Linked DNA regions of Ovis aries: region 1 is linked to region 2. Evidence: chromatin contacts called from public Hi-C data. All regions are on one chromosome and are shown on one strand. The core of a region is the stretch at or near the end of the contact, and the rest is flanking DNA. Distances in the headings are between cores, read along the strand shown.

Region 1 (6,501 bases), core at 1,244-3,743, 140 kb after region 2:
GGAAATTGATGGACTGTTACGAGGGTCACACTGTTGCAAGCACTTCATGTAATATAGTGGATTGCCCCTTCCCCTGACCTCAGATGTCCAGTTTATCCCCCTTCACAGATGGGAAACTGGCAGATGGCTGTAACTTGTCCCCAGTCTCAAGAGTGAGGACCCAGAAAAGCAGGGTTGCTCCCAGGCAGTGTGGTCCCTGCCCTTGGACCAGCTGCCTGCCTGGCCACAACCACTCACCACGGAGAGGCCAGCATTCTGGGAAAGGGGCTCTTCACTGTGGTGGTCCCTGCCCTCAGCCCTTTCTTGTATTGTGCTAGCACTGACTGTTCCTGCTGTGTGCTGGCCCAGGACTTGTGGGGTGGGTGGCCCAGGGACTGCTTTGTGGCGCTTATAGTGCTGGGAAGAGGAGGCTGTTTCTAGAACCTCATCAGAGGTTGGAGTAAGCCCTAAATTCCCCTCGGCCTGGATCTTTCTCCGACCTTTGGCGGCTTTCCCAGGGCTGGCTGCCTTCCCCAGGGCTCCCACTGTATCGTGTCGATTTCTGTCTCACCATTTGTGCTCAGAGCAGTACTTGGTCCAGGAAGAAAGAATCATCGGCCAGCCCCACCACCACCTGTCCTCCTCCCTGGGCAGTCTGAGGACTGAGGAAGGTCCCTGGAACCCACTGAAGACCTCACAGTGGGCATCAGTTCAGGACAGAGACTGGAGGGGGAACTGGGTGTCTCTGGGTAGACCTGGTGCCCAGCAGGAGACTGCCCACCCTGGGTAGATTTCCCACCTTTTCTGGCAACCCAAACATCGTCCTGGTGGTGGTCTTCCCAACTCCATCCATAGGACACCGGAGTGTCAGACCATGGTGGGCAGCCTGCAGTGGGCCTCTCTGCCTTTATAGGAACTGGTCTTCTTTGCCCTCCCCCGGCCCCCACCCAGGCAGCAAATGGAGGGTGCTGTGCTTATTATCTACACAACACTTGAAACATTACTCTTATCAGGATCGTGATGGAGGAAACACAAATCATAGCAGTGAGATGATTTTTCATGTTTTAGCTCAACAGGCACCTCAAAGGATGACGACCTGCTGTTGGTGGAGGTGTAGGAGACAGGGTTTCTCATATGCCTTTGGGAGAGTAACGTGGGACACATTTCTGGAGGGCATTTTGGTAAGAGTTATGAAAATTAAACTATACACATCCAGGCTGTGGAGAGAAGGGAACCCTCCTGTGCTCTTGGTGGGAATGTAAATTAGTGACGCTACTGTGGAGAACTGTGGAGTTCCTTGGACAGCAAGGAGATCCAACCAGTCCATCCTAGAGGAAATCAGTCCTGAATATTCACTGGAAGGACTGATGCTGAATCTGAAGCTCCAAAACTTTGGCCATCTGATGCGAAGAACTGACTTATTGGAAAAGACTCTAATGCTGGGAAAGATTGAAGGCAGAAAGAGAAGGGGACGACAGAGGATGAGATGGTTGGATAGCATCATTGACTCAATGGACATGAGTTTGAGTAAGCTCTGGGAGCTGGTGATGGACAAGGAGGCCTGGTGTGCACAGTCCATGGGGTTGCAGAGTCGGACACGACTGAGCGACTGAAGTGAGTCAGTGACTGTGGAGAACTGGATGGAGCTTCCTTAAAGAGCTAAAAACAGAGCTACCGTACGAGCCAACAATCCCACTCCTGGGCCTGTGTCTGGAGAAAAATATGGTTTGATAGGACCTGTGCACCCCAGGGTTCACTGCAGGCAGGACATGGAAGCAACCTAAACAGCCATCACAGAGGAATGAATAAAGAAGGTGTGGTGTATATATATTGCGTACACACACACACACACACACACACACACACACAATGCAATATGACTCAGCTATGAAAAGGATCCAAGAACGTGTGACAAGTCCAGAGAGTTGACTTCCAGAAGGGAGGTGAGGAGGCCGCACCCTGTAAAGTTGTCCATGTGAGGATGTGCTGCCGGGAGCCAGGGACAGGCTGACGAGGTGAGCACAGAGTGGGTGATGCCAACACGTCAGGGTGTTATATCGCCTCACCTTTGACTTGTTGTTAGAGGACAGAGGACATTTCTTTCTGTTTAAACTGGGGTTTCTTGTTTGTCGCAGCCCTGAGCGTCCTAACCTGACACAGCTAATTACTAGCAGACAGTGGTTCTCAGTTACAGCAGCTGAAAGTTACACCCACTTTGTAGCTGTGAAGAAAACAGGAGAAAACAAAATCCCACGATTTCTGAGTCCCACATCCAGAGATCCTGATTTCATTGGTCTGGAGCAAATTTGAGAGCGGGGATGGGGTTAAGAGACTGTGCTAACGTCAGGAAACTGATATGAATGGGGATCCAGGGCCGCCTCACAGCCTTTCAAGCCAAAAGCTGAGCAAAGATGGGGAAAACAGAAGGTGGACTGTGCCTCTGGTCCTGGGCTACTGTCAGGGCTGAGCAAAGCCTGTTTATGTCCCTGTGGGAGCTGTCCACAAAGTGCTGCCACAGAGCGGCCTGGGGCAGCTGTGGACCCAGGATCTGGATATGATGATCTCATTTCCTCATCAGAAGAGATGGTATGTGTGCTCCGCGTGTGCATGTGTGTGTGTGTTGTGCATGTGTGCATGGGGGAATGGGGAGATGATGTTTGCACTTTACTGGGAACTGGAGAAGCACAGACTTTCAGGAAGAAAAACCAGAGGGGACTGAAGGCCTGACCGTGGTATGACCAAGCCTGACCCCGTGTGGCCGGTGTGGGTTGTGTGTATGGGGGCGGGGGGAGCACTGGGCTCTCCCGTCTTGGGAAAGAGGTAGGCTTGGCTCCTAGACCTGAGACCCCCTGAAGGCTGAAATGGGTATGTGATGCCTGCAGACACAGGGGGGAGGGCGGCACACAAAGGAACCCCAGGGACAGGAAAAGCCAGCATCCCAGAAACACAGCTCTGGGCGGGGGACCCGTGCCTGTGTGATGTGAGGGGGACTGTCACCGTCAGGTGGAGAATGGTCGTTACCATCCTTGGGATGCTGACCTGCAGGGCAGGGGCTGGTCCCTGTCGGAAGAGCCTGGGCCAGCTCGTTTCCTCGGCTGACTCTCCTCTAAGGATGGTGGCAAGGATAGACCAGCCTATCCTCTATTTTCTTAGTTCAGTGGAAGGAAACAGCTCTTTCTCTTTAAATATCCCTGTCAGTGTGGCCCAGAGAATGGGCTTGGGGAGGACCAAGCCTGACGGGGGACCAGGAAGGAGGGATTAAGTCATTCAATTGTTGGAAAGATCCTAAGTAGGAGTCTGGAAGGTGCTGGACAGGACGCTGCCATGGAGTAATGTAGTCCCCACCCTCCATGGAAAGAGGACTTACTTGAGGAGAGTGCAGGAGTGGTTAGAGGTCAAACTGTGTGACCCTTAGAACAAAGCCCTGAGCTGGGGGAGCTGGGCGGGAGGGTACCTTGCTGAGGAGGCAGGAAGGGGGGTGGGTGACAGGTTCGGGGCCTGGGCCGGGGGAGGGGTGGAGGGAAGACGGGGCCAGACAGCCTGCAGGGCCACAGGCAGCACTGTGGGTGGGGGTGGCCCAGAGCCCCGGCCACAGGGAGGGTCAGGCTGTGACTCACGAGCCAGCAGCCCGGGCGGCCCTTCCCTCAGCTGTGTCATGACTGGGAGCGGCCCAGCCTGACCTGGCAGAGTCAACATCATCGCTCCCGGAATGTGGGCCTGCTCACCTCTGTGTCCTTGAGCCCTCCAGTCAGTGACTATCCTCCAAAAGTACTGGCAGATTGAGCAATAAACGCACTGCTTCTGGGGCAGAACTCGGGGCTGGGGTCCCCCTGAGGTGGCCAGGCCACCCCCAGGGCCCTCTGGCTCCTGTCCACTTCTTGACCCCTGGAGGACCTGCTGGGGGCCACACTGGCCGTTTCCCTCTGAGAGGAGACCGCCTCGTGTTCTTCTCTGTGACCCTTAGGGAACAAGTGCAAGGCCCACGGGGGTTAAATTCAGTAACCCTTTCACGTCCTCCAAGTTTATAGAGACAAAACTATACATCCTTCTAATATTATTTTATTTTTTGGGAATAAGTAACTATACATACGAACAAAATAGTAAAGTTAAGATTCTGTGAAGAAAGAGAAAAGCGAGTTTTCCTCTGTCTTTGGCCTTTCTATCTAATTACCTCAGGCAACCACTGCCAGGCTTCTTGGGAGTCCTGTGAGAAACGGTCTATGTTTACGGACTTCTGTGAACATACGTTTTCACACAGGTGGCACTGTGCTGCGCTCACGGCTACTGTCACCTGCCAGACATCCGCCAACCTTTCCTGTACCAGTGTACCAGCCTTGTCGCTTTCTTGTTAACATCTGAGTTAACATGCAGAGGGCTTGTGATTTATTCCACCAGGTAACCACTGATATGCTCAGCGGTAAAGAATCTGCAATGCACGTGACGCTGTAGATGTGGGTTTGATCTCTGGGTCTGGAAGATCCCCTGGAGGAGGAAATTGCAACCCACTCCAGTATTCTTGCCTGGGAAGCCCCATAAACAGAGGAGCCTGGTGGGCTACAGTCCATGGGGTCTTACAGGGTGGATGGGTCTTACAGTCATATGGAGTTGGACACAACTGAGCGACAGAGGATGGACAATTGCCCGAATCAATGATAAGCCTGCAAGGGCACATGACGTTACAATGAGTAGGTTTTTAAAGCAAAGTGTTGTACTTGCAGCAGTAAAACTCTAGGATAATCACTTATGAGAACTCCTGGGTCTTAGGATGTGTGTATTTCAAACTTCGGCAATTACTGCTGAATTGCCTTTGTCGAGGTCACACCAGCTTACATGCAGTATGTCTCCCATACCCTCAGGAACCGGGCATGATTTTTAATCTCACCAAGCCCTCATTGTGTGCTTGGTGCTCTGCTCAGGCTGTGAGTGGGGGCAGCTGAAAGCCCATGGGCAGCTGTGACGGGCTGGCCAGTGGCAGAAGAACAGCCCCCAAGAAGATCAGCCACCAATGTGATGGGTCCTGGAGGCTTGTTAGGCTGGGGCCTGGGTGCTGGGTTCTGGGGTGTTTGGAACAGCCATCTGTCCGTGGGAAGGGTCACATCAGGGTCACAAAACAGGGGAAGGGTTTCTGGGGCCAGGAAGGGCCTGTGCTGGAGGGAGGAGGGAGAGGAGGGGAGGAGCACGGGGACTCTGGAGAGCAGGTCAAGTTTTGGAGGAAAAGCCTAAACTATGAGGGGCGACTTTGCATTTTATAATTTCTGAAAAAATATCACAGAAGAGTAATTTTTTTAGAGGGGTTCATGGTTAATTTTGAGTTTTGGCACTTCCTTATCTCCCAGCCTCTGGCCTCACGTCTCAGGACTTTGTGTAGATGTTTTACCAGTTATGCTCAGTCCCGTGGTAACTGGGTGTCTGCGTTAGGGCCTGTGCGGTATTAGGGGGGCAGCCTGTGACAAGGGTTTGGGGGCCTGGGCTTTCGCTAGAGCAAGTGCAAACCCTGCCCCTCTGACCCTGGAAGATCGCAGGGAGGAGGCTGACGGCTCTGCTTCATTGCTAATCAGGAGTCTGTTGGTGTGAACAGGAAAGGGCTTGTATGTGAAATCCGCCCTGTAAGTCACATTGCTCATAGGCGCCCAGTGTTTGACAGCAGACAGCCTTTAACCACGGCCTCTGCTCCTTCAGGGACATGCAGCCTGTGTGCAGCTCGGCCCCGACTCTGATGAGGCTCAGCGCATGCAATGAAGTCACCTGTTTGCAGTGGTGTGGACTCTAGAATGCTGATTTTATTGGGGTTTCAATCCAGAATTGTCATTGTTTATTTTGCTGTGCACACTGCCCCAGCAGGGATTCCTTCAGGTCGATGAGTCCAGCTGACTTCCGAGTGCTTCTTACCTTTTGGCCTCAGAAGCTGTTTAAGGTCTTCTGGTCACTCCTTCCCCTCAATCCTAGAATCTGTCCCTTCTCCAAGGAGCTCTGGTTCTATTTCTTGGAGAAGGGTGCTTGTGTCACTAATATTTCTTTTCAGATTCTTTTAAGTGTCGACTAAAAAACAGTCACAGCCTGGAAGTAGAGAGTTATTTTATTTGGTGGGAATGTTTAGGACTGAGCCAGGAGACAGTATCTCAGGAACTCTGAGAAAACTTCTCCAAGGAGGTGGGAGGGGGAGTCAGGTTATATACAAGTTTGCAACAAAGGGAGCAGGTAGTCTGAACATCAAAGTTGTTGATCTGTTGCTCACTCCTGTCTGACTCTTTACGACCCCATGCACACCAGGTTTCCCTGTCCTTCACCTACTTCCAGAGCTTGCTCAGACTCAAGTCCATTGAGTTGGTGATGCCATCCAACCATCTCATCCTCTGTCCTCCCCTTCTCCTCCTGCTTTCAATCTCTCCCAGCATCAGGGAAAGATTTTCCAAACAATTTTCCAATGAATCAGCCCTTCACATCAGGTGGCCAAAGTATGGGAGCTTTAGCTTCAGCATCATTCCTTCTAATGAATATTCAGGATTGATTTCCTTTAGGATT
Region 2 (6,544 bases), core at 38-2,537:
ACCACTGTCTGTGCGGCCCAATCCCACCAGCACAGCCGCCCTTCTCCTGGGGGCACTGCGTCCCCACCCCTGGAGCAGCCCGCTTGCTCGGGTCAGTCCGCAGAGATGCGGTCCTGGGTGGGGCTCCCCTGGATTTCTAGAGGAACCTTCCTTGCCTCTGTTTGGACTCATCACCCTAGATTTGGGGTGTGGCTCCCACTCGGGATGAATAAAGTGAGGCTGGCAGGATGGCAGTTTTCAGAGCCTGCGGGTGTTCAGAGACACAGATCCAGGGGGCTTGGCCTAGAATATGTACTAGTCGACCCATGGGTGCCAGACTCCCAGCTGCTCCTTGGGATAGTGGGTGTGGGGCCCCAGCCTGGAAATTGCAGGACTTCCCAGAGCCCAGGAAGTACCTTAGTTCTGACCCATGAGGCCCTGCCCTCACTCGTGACTAAAGAACCCTGTGGCCTTCCCAGGGCCCACCCAGCTGGCCCATTTTGGCACCAGGGAGGGCAGCACCCCTCCCCGAGTCCCTCTCCATAGCTCTCCAAGGGCTTCTGGGTCATTCTGTCTCCATCTCCTCGTCCCCTGGGGAGACACATACTATGGAGTCATCATGCCCCAGCTTCCCAGAGCTGCTCCAAGCTGGTCATGTCAGCCCCCAGGTTGCAGAACCAAGGGTGGGGGTGATTGGGATGCAGTGTAGCCCTGGGTGCAGAAGGCCATCGCCAGCATCTGCCTCGGGCTGCTGGAGGGGAGGGACGGGCAGACCCTGGGAGCCTGACACCTGAGCAGTCCTGCGCTGTCAGTCGGGGAGCCTCACCTCACAGGACGTGGGGCAGCTGGTCAGAGCTTCATAGCCACCGCCCTTCACCTTGTCGTTTCTCAGCTGAATTAAACCATAGCCTCTTATCCCTGGTGAAGGGCGTGACTTGCTTTGAGAAGCTACCTGCACCCAGCCTGGCAAGTCCAGGGGCTTCAGAGAACCCAGGAAGCACCTCTGTTCAGAGCCGTGAGGCCCTTCATGGCCCAGCAGGTTACACTCCTGTTGGGGAAAGACATTCAGGCCTTCTCCTTCCTGTTCTGGCTCTGCTCACAGCCCCTGCAGCTCAGCACAGGGAAGAGGCCCCCTCTGCCACACATGTCATCACAGCCTGTGGGAAGCACAGCGTGAACACTCGCATCCTGTGAGGACTGCTGTCTGAAGAGACGAGGTCCTGGCACTGTTCCTCTGGCTGAGCGTGGCACTTCCGTGCCCAGACAGTGAGATGCAGCCGTGGAGAGACACCCGTGTGTCACTGGGTAGACTGGTGGCCTCAGAAAGAAGTCTCCAGCCAGCTCTGGTAACCATGGTGACAAGAGGGTGCTAGGGACAGCAGGCAAATGTCTGGCATGTCTTATTTCATCCGGTCCCCAGGCAGCTCTCCCGAGCAGGGACTGTCGTCACCCCCACTCCACAGGTGAGGAAACGAGGCCCAGGGGCACCTGCTGGGAGGAGTGCCAGGTGGCGTGGCCCTTGCCCCCACCCTCTCATGTTGGGCCCCAGCCTGGCTTTGCACCCTGGGGCCCTTGGGGCAGGCGCATGTGCACAGGTCTCCTGCCTTCATAGAACCCTGGCCGCAGTGCCTCCTTCCCTGTGCTGGCCTTTGTGACACCACTTGGTGCAATGACAGAGTCCTGGGCTACACAGCAGAGGTGGGACCACTAGGGTCCAATCCTGAGTTCAGGGCCCTCACAGGGTGCTGACACCCCAGGGGTTTGGGCCACCCAGTCCTGGCCCTGGGAGGCTGTGACGGTGAGGAGTGGCGGATGTCAGCACTTGCTCGTCTGGTGGACCAGGGGCCACAGGGAGGTAACCCAGCCCCCCGCCCAGACCTGCTGAGCTAGAGCTCAGCATAGCACCCAGGTTTCCTGCTATGGAGGCTGCTAGCCAGTCCATATCACACCATGGCCCTCACTGAACATGGGGTACCTCTGGGACAGCGGGGTACGCAGGACACTGTTGCAGTGTGTGGTTACCCGTAGTGCTGGGGGCCATGTGTCAGGGAAGCCTGAGGCTGGCAGGAGAAGGTGGGGCTCGGTCCCAGGAGCTCCAGGACCTGAGGCAGGTTTGGGCCAGTCAGCCCTGACCGTGTGATTGTTCTCGGGACACTGGATGGAGGCCCGGTGGGTCAGCAAACACTGAGTAAGGACCTGAGGCGCAAGGCAGTAACGCCTGGAGGGTGAAGGGAGAGCAAACGCCCTCACCCTCGCTCATGCTGCTCCAGCAGTTATGGAACAGGCAGTGTTGGGGTCAGAGAGTGGCTGGGATCCTGTATGCAGACTGCCAGCTCCCCTCCGATCCCGCTGGCCCTGCCTCCAGCACCACCCCGTGTCCACCAAACGACTCCAGCCTCTCAACCAGGCCCCCGAGGAGCTGTCCACTGTTTTGCTCTTCTCACAGGCCCCACCACCCGCCTCCCCACCTCCTGGCTTCTCACCTGGACCTGCCCAGCTGGCTGGCAACCAGCCCAGCTTTCGGGCCACCCCAACCCCACTCCTCCAAAACCACCTCCCTTCCCATCCGTGGAACAGCAAAAGTTCTTTCTGGTACATCGTGTCTAGTACCCTGTGAGCAGAGCAACTTTTACAAGTTTTGCTTTCATCATGTTTCCTCTCAAATTAAGAAGAAACAACATTTGACATAATAAGTCAGAAAATTCCAAAATATGTAATAAGATGAAGTACCACTGAGCCCCTCCTGCACCTGCTCTCCTGAGCCAACATTGGCCGTCTGGGGGACTAGATCGCTTCCCCGATGGCAGCGATGCCCCCAGGCCACTGAGGGTGGACGCAGTCGGAACATGGTCCATGACCCTTGACCCATGACCCTGAACTCCTGTCTCAGCTCGTGGAAATGTCCTTTTGGGCATCTGGCAGAGTGCACGTGTGTGGCTCTGTCTGTGCCCTGTGCTTGGAGGTGGTGGGAAGAGCCTGCCCTACCCACAAGTGCGTTTGGTCCTGCAGGTTGAGGTTTTCCTAGGGGATCGGGGCTAAGCCTTGCAGACCAAACCATGTCCATGTCAGTGCTGCCCACCACACCTGCCCAGCATCCAGCGTGTGCCCACCAGCAGCTTTAAATGTCCTATGAACAGAAGCCAGGACACAGGGTACATCTGTGTGAGAGAGGTGGGGCCATCTAACCCCGTGGATTAATGAGGAAGACGTGGCACTCAGGTTTACTTCGTTTAATTACATGAATTGACTCCCTAAAAAAATTAATGTCACATTTTATAAATCATATTCTGTTCTCTTTGACTTCTTTTAATTTCAGAGATAATTTTCCACAATTTTAACTGACTTAATTGGCAGCAGTTCTTCATTTAAGCTTTAAATTTCTTTTTCCTTTGGCCATTTCCTTTTGCATTAACATTCTAAGGAACAAACCCTCTAGGGACAGAAGCTATCATTTTATTATTTTTAACGTGTTTTACGGTTCTCCTGTAATGAATGTATATCTCTTTTATATACTGGTTTCCAGGTGATTCTTTGCTAGTAGGCTACGACTTTATCTCAGGGTGTGTGTGTGTGTGTGTGTGTGTGTGTGTGTGTGTGTATGTGAGTGCATAAGTGTTTGTCTTTATAATGTCCCCCTGGGCTCTTCTCGGATGTGCTGACCTAGGTATGGACCTTGACAGCCTGGCTTCGCCTGTTCCTTTGTCTGCTGTGCCTGGCATGGCTGCTGTGCCCATTGAGCCCCTATTCCTACGGTGGTCCTTGTCACCCAGTTGGCAGGTGCAGGTGGTGGGAGCCCAACACAGGGCTGGCAGCCCTGGTGGTAGGCCTGGCGACCTACTCTCCTGGGAAGGCTGTGGCTTTGCCAAGAAACCTCCCAAGAGGCCTTGCCTACTTGCCCTGGGCCTGTCCTAACTGTGTCTCCTTCGCCTTGATTTTATATGGAGCAGCAGCCAGAGCTCTGAGCTGGGTGAGACCTAGCAATGGGCACAGGCAGACCTCACCGGGGCTCGAGAGCCCCTCCCCCTGGTGGCTGGCAGGTCTCATGCAGGCCCCTCCCCACTGGGCATGCACGTCCTGGCTAACTCACCCAGCAGGACTCTCTGGCTATGATGCCACCAATAACCCAGCTCATGCCTGGAACCCCTGTCCCTGCTCTGGTGCCCACGTGGTCCAGCATCCCCAGCAGGGTTTGTTGGTGAGTGTCCAGAATTCAGTCCCTGTGCTCTGAGAACCTGGCTGGCCCAGCAGAGCAGCAGGAAGGGCAGTCAGCCCTCAGCCCCTTGGGATACAGGCTGAGCCAGTGATGCCCCTCCTTCTGTCATGGATGGCACCACGGGGCCACTGGCAGGCCTGGGGACCCATCATGTGGATCTTAATTTTATTCACCTGTGTGTGCTTGCACACACATGCGCACATACACACACGTATGCCCATATGCCTGCATACACATACATACGTATGCATGCTGATACAGTCACACATAAGCACACACATTCACACATAGGCACAGACATTCACGCAGAGGCTCGCATATTCACACAGGCACACACATATACTGTTAGGTTACTTTTAGAGTTTTCATCTCCAGATCCCACTTGACCACTTGATAGCTGGTGGGTTTTTGCCAGAGACCCCACAGAGTTTGGGGATCTGTTGCCAGCCTGGCTCCCTTTCCAGAGCCCCCAAGTGAGCGCCAAGGACCCTCTGTGCACTTGAGCTGGTGCCCTCCCCCTGCTGGTCTCAGTTAGGAAGCTGTCATCCTGGCAGTCCCTTCCTCTGCGGGAAGGGCCTCAGGAACCTGGCTACTTGGAGGGTGGCAACGCCTCCGAGCCAGCTGCATGGCTCCCCCTGGTGGCTAACTGACCAAAGCTCTCCTGAATGTGTCCCATGCTCATCTCTTGGTGGATGCTAATCAAGGCTGCCCTGTGCCACGTTGCCCCCATGCCTGCTCCCCTCCAGGCTGGGGCTTGCCCATGCCAGCCGTGGTGTGCATTCAGGACATCAGCTCCAATCCTTTCTATCAGTACCAGTGCTGGGAGTAGAGAAAAACTTCGGATTTGTTCCTACTAAAGTGTTATTGACTTACCTTGAGGCACACATCCCTGCTAAGTGTGCTTTATGGCGATTTCAGCACTGCTGACTCCCCAACAGCCTGGGGTGGAAAAAAGAGTCCCCATCGGGCCACTGTAGGGTCCAACCAGCCCCATGACCCAATCAGACGCTGTGGTGGCCATCGCCGACCCGGGGCTCCGTGTCAGACTCAGAATGCCTCCTGTTTCACACCACACCCCTTGCCAGCTAGCTAGTCCTCATCCAATGTCAGAACAGTCAGTTCCAGGAGAGCTGCCAAACTGGACACCAAGGCCAGCACATTTCCATGGAAGCACTTCTGCGTGTACACATCTTCCTCCTCCACACACCCTCACTCATACATGCACACACATGTGACACACGTGGAACTCGGCTCCCCGTGTGGTACAACCACAAACAGTGCTGTCAGGGCCTCCAACTGAAGGTGTGCGGGATACTCGGTACTAATGTGGAATAACCACCCCCTCCCACTGTAGGAGACCCATGGTGCCCTCCGCTGGTGATGTTTCCAGGCTGGGATGTGGTCCTGAGATGGGGGGTCCTGAGGTCAGGGTTCCTGAGAGCAGGAGTCTGGAGGGGGTGGCCCTGAGGCGGGGGTTGTCGGGTTGGCACTTCCAGGTCTAGGTCTGTGCTGGTGTGTCTTCCACATCTCAGGAAAGAAAGGGAGATGGGAAAGCTTTCCATCTTCACTGCCCTCCTCTAGGCAGCTTTACTTGACCGACCAGAGTCTCCTTACAGGGCCACACCGCTTGCTAGAAGCACTTACCCAACTTTGTTTTGTGTGTCTCTAGAAAGACAGGAAGAGTGGGCTGCTGAAGCTGCTGGCCGGTGCGTCCACCAGGAGGAAGTCACGCTCCCCACCATCCACCTCTCCCACCCATGACCCCCAGGCAGTGGATGCCTCGCTCCAGGGCGCGGTGGGGCCCGAAGTGTCCTTGCTGTCCATCCACAGCAGGGCTGGGTCCTGTCCCATCGAAGGCGAGATGCAGGGCGCCTTGGGGATGGAGCCACTGCACAGGAAGGCGGGCTCATTGGATCTGAGCTTCCCGTCACCCACCCGACCAGCCGCGTTCTCCACAATCGCTGTCCGCCCTGAGCCCAAGCCACTTCCCAGAGAGAGGTAACGGGGGGAGCTCTGTGCTTCCGGGCCTGGGTGCAGTGGTCTCTGAGGTCTGGAGCCACTCTGGGGAAAGGGATGATGGGATTCCTGGGGAGTGAACCTGCCTGGTGTCCCGCACTGTCCCAGAGACTCGGATAAAACAGGAGCAGGTCTCACATTCTGAGTCCATGTGCAACCCGAGTTTGGATTTACAAGGAGAATCTGGTGGAACTGAGGTGTTCAGAACCCAAAGAGATGAGCTGCGCCCCCAGCCCCGCAGGAACCTGGAGTGATCCCACCCCAGGCAACTCTCCTGGAAGCCTGGCGCCCTCACCTGAGATTGGCTCAGGGTTAAACCATATGACATGGCCAGTA

Evidence for each region. Hi-C and Micro-C count contacts between places; a contact is called where the count stands out from the background.
Region 1: a Hi-C map of hypothalamus shows a contact between it and region 2, with 5 times the contacts expected there. The contact joins two enhancer-like sites. A contact is called at or near these places in 3 of 16 Hi-C or Micro-C datasets (hypothalamus, muscle and tail adipose tissue).

Annotation. Positions count from the first base shown.
Region 1 is chr3:62,533,923-62,540,423 of ARS-UI_Ramb_v3.0, forward strand. No RefSeq gene overlaps it. Among named protein-coding and RNA genes, the nearest start is that of SOWAHC, 61 kb to the left of the region's middle. Within about 2 kb of position 2,494, at least 34 of the 54 cell types and tissues checked have an H3K27ac peak or open chromatin away from gene starts, as enhancers often do. A contact at or near this core is called in hypothalamus, where this site is marked.
Region 2 is chr3:62,394,759-62,401,302 of ARS-UI_Ramb_v3.0, forward strand. It overlaps SH3RF3 (SH3 domain containing ring finger 3), which reads left to right. Exons shown (of 10, transcript XM_027966794.2): 9 at 5,862-6,190. Among named protein-coding and RNA genes, the nearest start is that of SOWAHC, 78 kb to the right of the region's middle. Within about 2 kb of position 1,288, at least 4 of the 54 cell types and tissues checked have an H3K27ac peak or open chromatin away from gene starts, as enhancers often do. A contact at or near this core is called in hypothalamus, where this site is marked.